Regions from separate parts of the Sus scrofa genome. Here region 2 is linked to region 1. The links are chromatin contacts, called in public Hi-C maps. All regions are on one chromosome and are shown on one strand. The core of a region is the stretch at or near the end of the contact, and the rest is flanking DNA. Distances in the headings are between cores, read along the strand shown. Region 1 overlaps MCPH1 (microcephalin). Region 2 holds the start of ANGPT2 (angiopoietin 2).

Region 1 (3,575 bases), core at 888-3,387:
TAGCTGCGGGAAACAGTGACTCATCCATGTGCACTCCAGCTGTCCTGCATCTGTGTAAGTAAAATGAGGCGTAATGAGCGTGTTCTGTTATAGTCACACGCCGTTAAATCTGCAACGTGTGTCAGTTAGCAAAGTAAGAAATCCCTGCACAGGCCATTTTAACAAATGGGTCTTTTAAAATAAGTACATTTATTACCAAACACAAAAGGCAATATAAATTCAACTTTCCAAATCTTCTCTGACCGGTGTTTTTAAGTATTAGAGTAGAAGAGAGAGGCAGGTACAGGAAATATAGTTCTTATACAAGCGTAGACTTGTAACACTTCAAAATGACCAGGGTGTGGCCCTCATAAAGGTTTAAGCACATGCAAGAGTACACAGGACATACAATGAATAATCCAGAGCTAGAAGGGTCCTAAAGAAATTAAGGCCAGAAAGCTCATCTTTTCCTCCCAAACTGAGTTCTCCTTGCTGTGTGCTTCTGTCCAGGCATCCTTACCCCGAAACTGGGTCTATGAGCCCAGCTCCTCTGGGCTCTGCCTCCTGTTCCCCTGGCCTGCCCACCTCGGGAATTCCTGGACTGTGCCCTCCTTCTAAGTATTCAGTGCTCAAATCTAAACAATCACAACAATGTTCTAAATCATCTCCTTCCCCACAGGTTTTCCTCCTCTGACTCATTCACGTAATACTGAAATATTAATCTTACAACATTTCATTCACCTCTCCACAACCCAGTTCAAACACTTTCAATCACTCCCGTGTTTATGCAATTATAACACCCATCTGTTGAGTCTTTGTAAAATAGGGCCCCTAAAGAGTTCCCTGGCGGCACAGCAGGTTAAGAATCTGGCATTGTCACTGCTGTGGCTCAGGTCATTGCTGTGGCACAGGTTCAGTCTCTGGCCTGGGAACTCCCACATGCCACAAAACAAAACAAACAAACAAAAACCAGCAACAAAAAAACAAAACAAACAGGACACCAACAAGGTGATGTCCTTATCACTAGATCTGTGAATTTCAGCGTGTGGTCAGCAGCCCTGGAGCCGGTCAGAACTACCGTAATCCCCACTCAAGCAGATAATAACAGGAGACCATCCAACCAAAAAAAAAAAAAAAAGAAGAATGGAGAACCATAGAATCAACTGGAACACGAGGATCAAATGGCAATAAATAATCATCTATCAATTATCACCTTAAATGTCAATGGACTGAATGCCCCAATCAAAAGACACAGAATGGCTGAGTGGATAAAAAGGCAAAAACCTTCAATATGCTGCCTACAAGAAACTCACCTTAGGACAAAAGATACATATAGATTGAAAGTGAAAGGCTGGGGAAAAGTATTTCATGCCAATAGACATGACAGAAAAGCAGGAGTTGCAACGCTCATATCAGACAAAATAGACAAAAAAAAAAAAAAAAAAAAAAAAAAGAACTACCGTAATCCTGCGAAAACTCCCTGTGGTTCCCACTCCTCACGTCAGGGCATGCGATGGCCCTGGTCCCACTCATGACATCGAGGCACACAGTGGAGCCGTTCCCACTGCTCAGGTCAGGGGATATAATGGCACCATGAGCCATCCCCACACATCCAACACAGAAGCAGACATGAGAACCAGACCATCTTGTCTTCACCCAGTGGTGAAAGTACTTTGCAAAAATGTAACAATCCAAAAATATGCTGAGGAAAAAGACAGAAGTGAGTAAAGTTCTAACCCCTGGTGGTGGTGGGGGGCGGGAGGCTGAAAGAACAGGTCTCAGTCTGGAAGCTCCCCCTCCTCACTAGACTCCAGCCACTGGAGTTTCTGGTACTGTCCTGCCTAAGGCAGTGAATGGCCTTCCCTCCCCAGAACACTGGTCCCCCAGGTCACCAACTCCAAGGGGCCTCCCCAAGCACTGTCCAGCCAGGGGGACAAACTCAGAGGGCCCTCTTACCCCCTTTGAGGACCTTACAAAACTTTTCTTCTTCATTAAAAGTATGTTCTGTGAAGGCAGAAACTATGCCTGTCTAGTTAGAGCTGTAACCTCAAAGTCTGGCAAAAAGTCTCAAAAATATTTTCTGAATAATGACTAAACTGTAGAAAGAAACACTTTTGACTTCTTTATACCATATGTGTATTCACACACCAAAAAACATATAGCTCAAAAGAGATCACAGAACTAAACACAAAAGCTAAAGTTTCTGAAAGAAAAATGCATGAAAAAACTCATGATTTTGAAGTAGGCAGAAACATTCAGATAGAATATCAAAAACAAAGCACAGAAGAAAATGAAAAACTGGACTTCAACAAAATGAAAAACTTGAATACTCTGAAAGACACAATAAAGAAAACTAAAGACAGATGGAGAGAAAATTATTGTAATATGTATATATATATATGTATATCCGATGAAAAAAATTAGTGTGCAACATACAAAAATCACACATAGCTTAATATTAAGACAAAAACCAAATTTTAAAAAATTTAAACCCAAGACAATACACAGTCACTAAGCACTTATCTTATGTATAGTACTAGTACTCAGGGAAATATAATGAAAACCAGATGGGATCCCTCATTATAGTTAACTGACTTTTGACCAGGGGCCCAAGACAAGTCACTGGGGAAAGAACAACAAAAGTCTTGTCAACAAATGATGCTGAGACAACATGAAAACAAATGACATGAGACCCCTACCTTATACCATACAAAAACTAACTCAAAATAGATCAAAGACCTCAATGTCAGAACTAAAACTACAAAAAAATCTTAGAAAAAAAAAATTAGAGTAAAACTGTGTGATCTTGGATTTGGCAAAAGCTTCTTAAATGACACCAAAAGCACAAGAAACAAAAATAAATAAACTGGACCTCCTCAAAATTAAGACCTTTTTGCTTCAAAGGAAAGTGTAAATAAAGAAAGTGTAAATACAATCTGCAGAATGGGAGAAAATATTTAAAAATTTTAGGTGTATGATATATCCACACAGTGGAATATCATTGGGTCACAAGAAGCAAAGAAATTCTGACACAGGCTACAACATGGATAGAGCCTGAAAACACTATGCTAAGAGAAGAAACCCAGCCCCAAAGGCCACCTATTGTATGACTCTACTGCATGAGACTCCAGAATAGGCAAATCCCTGGGGACAGAAAGCAGACCGGGCTACCTTGGGCAGAGGGCACAGCAGGATCAGTGATGTAAGGGTTTCGTTCTGAGGTGATGAAAATACTTTCAATAGATTGTGGTGGTGGCTGCACAACTCTGAATATATTAAAAACCACCAAACTGTACACTTTAAAGGGTGAATAATATCCCCCCAAATGTTACCTACAACAACAACACATGAATACCACTACATACTTACTAGAATGGCTAAAATTAAAGATTGACAAGTGCTGATGAAGATTCATGTCCTGCTGGGAAGAACGTATAAAGTGACACAACCACCTTGGCAAACAGTCTGGGTTAACGACCCAGGAGAAATGAAGATACACAAGGTCACAAATGTGACTGTCCATAGAACCTGAGTCATAACAACCAAAAACTGAAAACTACCCAAAAGTTCATTAACAGGTGAACAGATAAACAAAC
Region 2 (3,920 bases), core at 13-2,512, 110 kb before region 1:
GTCCTTGCATGAGAGGGACCTTTATAAAGGTTTAACTAGGTCTCTTGAAACAGAATTCCCTATACAAATCTCATAGTCATCCAAGAATGAAAACCCTAAAAATCTTCTGAAATCTGGCCTTGCATGATTGGACTGCCCGACACTGGCTTTACGGGTAGATGAGGTCTGTCAGGTCAGTGCTGGACGGGCCTGGAGGCAAATCTCAGGCAACGAGGTGTGAAAAGACCATGCCAGGCTCCATGTTCCCTTGTGCACTCTGGCTGGTGAGTGAGCCAACTGTCAGTCTCTGAAGTGCTAAGTTTTAGCTCCAGGAAGGAAGGAACACAGAGGGTTTACGGAGCCACAGAATTGAAACAGAAGAATCTTGGGAGTTAATGCAACCTCTGAATTTTACAGATGAGGATTTAGAGCTTAATTAAAAAGGAGTGATTTGCCTTCGACCCTAACTGTGGCTGATTTAATTGATCCTGGATAGTATGTTACAAAATGATGGGATTTGAGCAAACCCTGACCTAATAAAGGAGAAGCTTATGTATGCCTCTCTCACCCTCCTCTTATTTAAACTGTGATTTCTCTATGTATTATAATTTAGAGGGCCATTAATCAGTCCAGCATATTTTAAATTTACTTTGAATACTGAAGTGGATATTTTGTTTAAAAGATTAAATGTCAGAGCTCAAAAACTTGATTTTCCTAACCCAATTTAATAAAGTGAGATGTTTCTATCCAATTGTTTTAAGATGAAAATTCTGCATTCTTAAGCTAGTGGTTCAAAAATCAAGTAATACCAAGGAAACTATTTTCCCTATGAAAAAGGCAAAGAGTTTATAAGAGCAAGACTTCTTCCTTTTTGTTGGTAATAACAAAAATAAACCAAAGTCCTGACATATTTGTAGTATTTTTATTCCTAAAGGAAAAAACAGGAACTTTCATTGTACTTTAAAGTTATTGCCCCAGATATTTTACCAGCTCAGCCCTGTGAAATCAGTTTCAGACACAAGAGACCGCCAAGCTCTCTCTAGGAAATACTCAATTAGGGTGGTGCCTCTGAAATACCCAGGGGTCCTGTAACTGATGGGCTTTTCCCAGAGGGCTTCTACAGCCTATAGCCCTGCCTGGACAACACACACCACACTCGGATTTTTCCTGTTGCCTGCCTAGTGACCCCCTACAGGAAGATAACGGACAAGCCGGGAGGGGAGGGCGGGGCAGCCAGCTACACATGTCTGGCTCTCTTATCAACTTATCATATAAGGAAAGAAAGTGATTGATTCGGATCCTGACACCGCAGAATCTGGGGGAAGCAAGACAAAGGCGCATTAAGTCTGATCTGGAAGGCGAATGCAGCCTTCACAAGGGAGTAGGATTATTCTTCCGACTGCAGTCTGACAGTTTACTGGGGACCAGAGAGGAGAAAGCGGCATCAGAAACCAAAGTTGCTGCAGGGAAAGAGGGAAGCGGGAACTTTCATTGATGGACCCTGAGCCATGGCAGCAGAGCCCCGTGCCTGAGAGGGCAGCTTAGCACCCGGGAGCCTCCCGTGCCTTGCACTTTGCTAAACGGAGGTTGATTCCCACAGAGGAAAAGAATGTGGCAGCTTGTTTTCTTCACTCTGAGCTGTGATCTCGTCTTGGCTGCAGCCTATAACAACTTTCGGAAGAGCATGGACAGCACGGGGAAGAGGCAGTATCAGGTTCAGCACGGCCCCTGCAGCTACACGTTCCTGCTGCCTGAGACGGACAACTGCCGCTCCCCTTCCAGCTCCTACGTGTCCAACGCGGTGCAGAGGGACGCGCCGCTCGACTATGACGACTCTGTGCAGAGGCTGCAAGTGCTGGAGAATATCATGGAAAACAATACCCAGTGGCTAATGAAGGTAGGAGATCACCTTTCCTTGGTTCGGCTAAGACGGGCGGGAGAGGGCGGTGATCAGGCAGCAGAGGAGAGAGAGGCTGATACCTATGAATGAATTGCCACTTCTTTCATTCTTCCCTGCTGTGTAAAGCAGTCGTGGGTGGAAAGGGACAAGGATTACTGGGGGAGGACACCAGGATAGATGGAGAAAAGTCTCTAAAGTCAGGAATCATTAGAAACAGAGGAAGCACACTTCTCTGCACAAGTGTGGGCTGTTTTGTTTGTGTAAGTAGTTTATGCTCATAAAACCCATTACCAGGGATGTTATAAACCGGCCGCAGGCACAGGAGGGAAGCTGCAAGCAACAGCAGCGCCGGAGCCAGGAAAAACGTGACAATCATGCTAATTACTGATACATAACGGATGGAGTAAAGTGCTTTACCAATTTCCTGAATTTATTTACTAAAATAGACGGGGACTCTTGGTAAATGAGAGGAAATTAAATAAAGCAGGGCTTACGCTTCTCAGAACCTTGGGGGCTTTATCCCAAGGGTTTGCCATTTGCAAGTGGGGGTGAGTTTCCAGGCGTCTGAGGGGGTTCAGCGCTGCAGCTCCCTTCAAGCACCCTTCAGTTTCTTGATCAGTTTTGAAGGCAACCCCATGTGGGCGGGCGTGCAGGGTGCTTGGCTGCAAGAGGGTCATGTTCCTGGGGCTCAGGTGATTTCACTGTTTCAGACTTTTCAGAAAATTTAACTCAAATGTGATACTGAAAGCTCAGGTTTCCTTTCACAAGCCATCACTTTCACATGTAAGGCTATTTATATGAGACCCAGAATCACCCCGGAGTTTTTCTTGATAAGGACTACTTATATTCTAAAGGAGTTTTGAACAAATTGCATACATAGATTAGCCATTAACTATTGCAGTGACATCATAGCACAATGCTTACACAGCAGAGAACGTGACCATTGAAAGCAGAGCTGTTTTCCCCCATTCAAAACTTTGCCCCAGTCTTTCATTTCTCCGTAAACCTTCTCTTAGGACACCTTATCTTAATCTCAGAATAGATCTCGGCTCATAATCTGTGTTTCTCATTAGCTCTCTTACCTTCGGAGAGGAAATGACCAAGTTATTACTTTGGTCCTGAGCCGAGATGAATGAAAGCCCTCAGCACTGCATTCAGTGTAACAAGAGGGGTCGCTTCAAATCAAAGAACAGAAAACAACAAAAACGTATCAGAAAGACTTGCTCCAGAGTACAAAACTCATTAGTCCTATCTCTGTAAGCACAATCCCTTCTGGGCAAATTCTCCAGTAATTTTCTCTCCTTTCCTAAGAAGATCCCTGCAGTGCTCTTTAAATCTTCCAAAATTCATAGATGTGCAGATAACAGTGTTAAACTTAAAAAGCACACAGCAACACAGGCTCAAATATTTGAAAGACAGACTACATCCTAAACATCTGCTCATGCTGCCTTCCCATTTCTTTCTAAGTTGTCACGGCTCAGGTAGAATAGCTTCCCTTCCTCTCCCGTGGCATGGGTAACTCCAGGGCCAACAGTCACAGTGAGAGATGAAAGATGCGCCATTGTAGTAAACATTCTAATCTGCCGAACTGGTAAATCATCTCTTAAAATAAATAGTCAAGAAACAAAAAAGAATGTTTTGCCAAATGCAAGATCACTAAATTGTATTTGCATAATGAAGCCCACATTAGTTCTACCTGAAAGTCCATATTGCAAAGCTCATATTTCTTTCTTAGATAAACAACCCCCTTCTCTTCAATCTGTTTAAAGAAGAAAAAGGACAAGGAATTCTACATGAGGTGACCAACGTTTTTCCTTTTCCAGGTTCAGTTAGTAAATATTTGAACAGTAGCACAGTGGTATTTCTGAAATCTTTCTGTGGCTACCTAGCTAAATATCACCAAGAATGACTTAATGCTTATCTTCTCATTGGCTCAGCACCTGTGCTCTGGGTCGCTCTGGGTAACAAACACCTGAGAAAGTCAGTTTGCACCCTCCCTTGGTCTACTGGCTTCTGGTTTGGGAATGAAAGCAAAAAAAGC

Evidence for each region. A called contact is a pair of places that touch in the nucleus more often than the background predicts.
Region 2: a Hi-C map of retroperitoneal adipose tissue shows a contact between it and region 1, with 2.7 times the contacts expected there. The contact joins the promoter of ANGPT2 here to the enhancer-like site in region 1. A contact is called at or near these places in 1 of 5 promoter capture datasets (liver), 25 of 47 Hi-C or Micro-C datasets (adipose tissue, alveolar macrophages, blood and 16 more) and 1 of 2 datasets of contacts at active chromatin or transcription factors (skeletal muscle).

What each region holds. Positions count from the first base shown.
Region 1 is chr15:37,478,828-37,482,402 of Sscrofa11.1, reverse strand. MCPH1 (microcephalin) reads right to left here. Exons shown (of 14, transcript XM_021075799.1): 4 at 1-50. Among named protein-coding and RNA genes, the nearest start is that of MCPH1, 25 kb to the right of the region's middle. Within about 2 kb of position 2,137, at least 5 of the 83 cell types and tissues checked have an H3K27ac peak or open chromatin away from gene starts, as enhancers often do. A contact at or near this core is called in embryonic fibroblasts and retroperitoneal adipose tissue, where this site is marked.
Region 2 is chr15:37,591,559-37,595,478 of Sscrofa11.1, reverse strand. ANGPT2 (angiopoietin 2) reads left to right here and starts at 1,262. Exons shown (of 9, transcript NM_213808.1): 1 at 1,262-1,876. The coding sequence starts at 1,589. The region is part of intron 12 of MCPH1 (microcephalin); the gene reads right to left.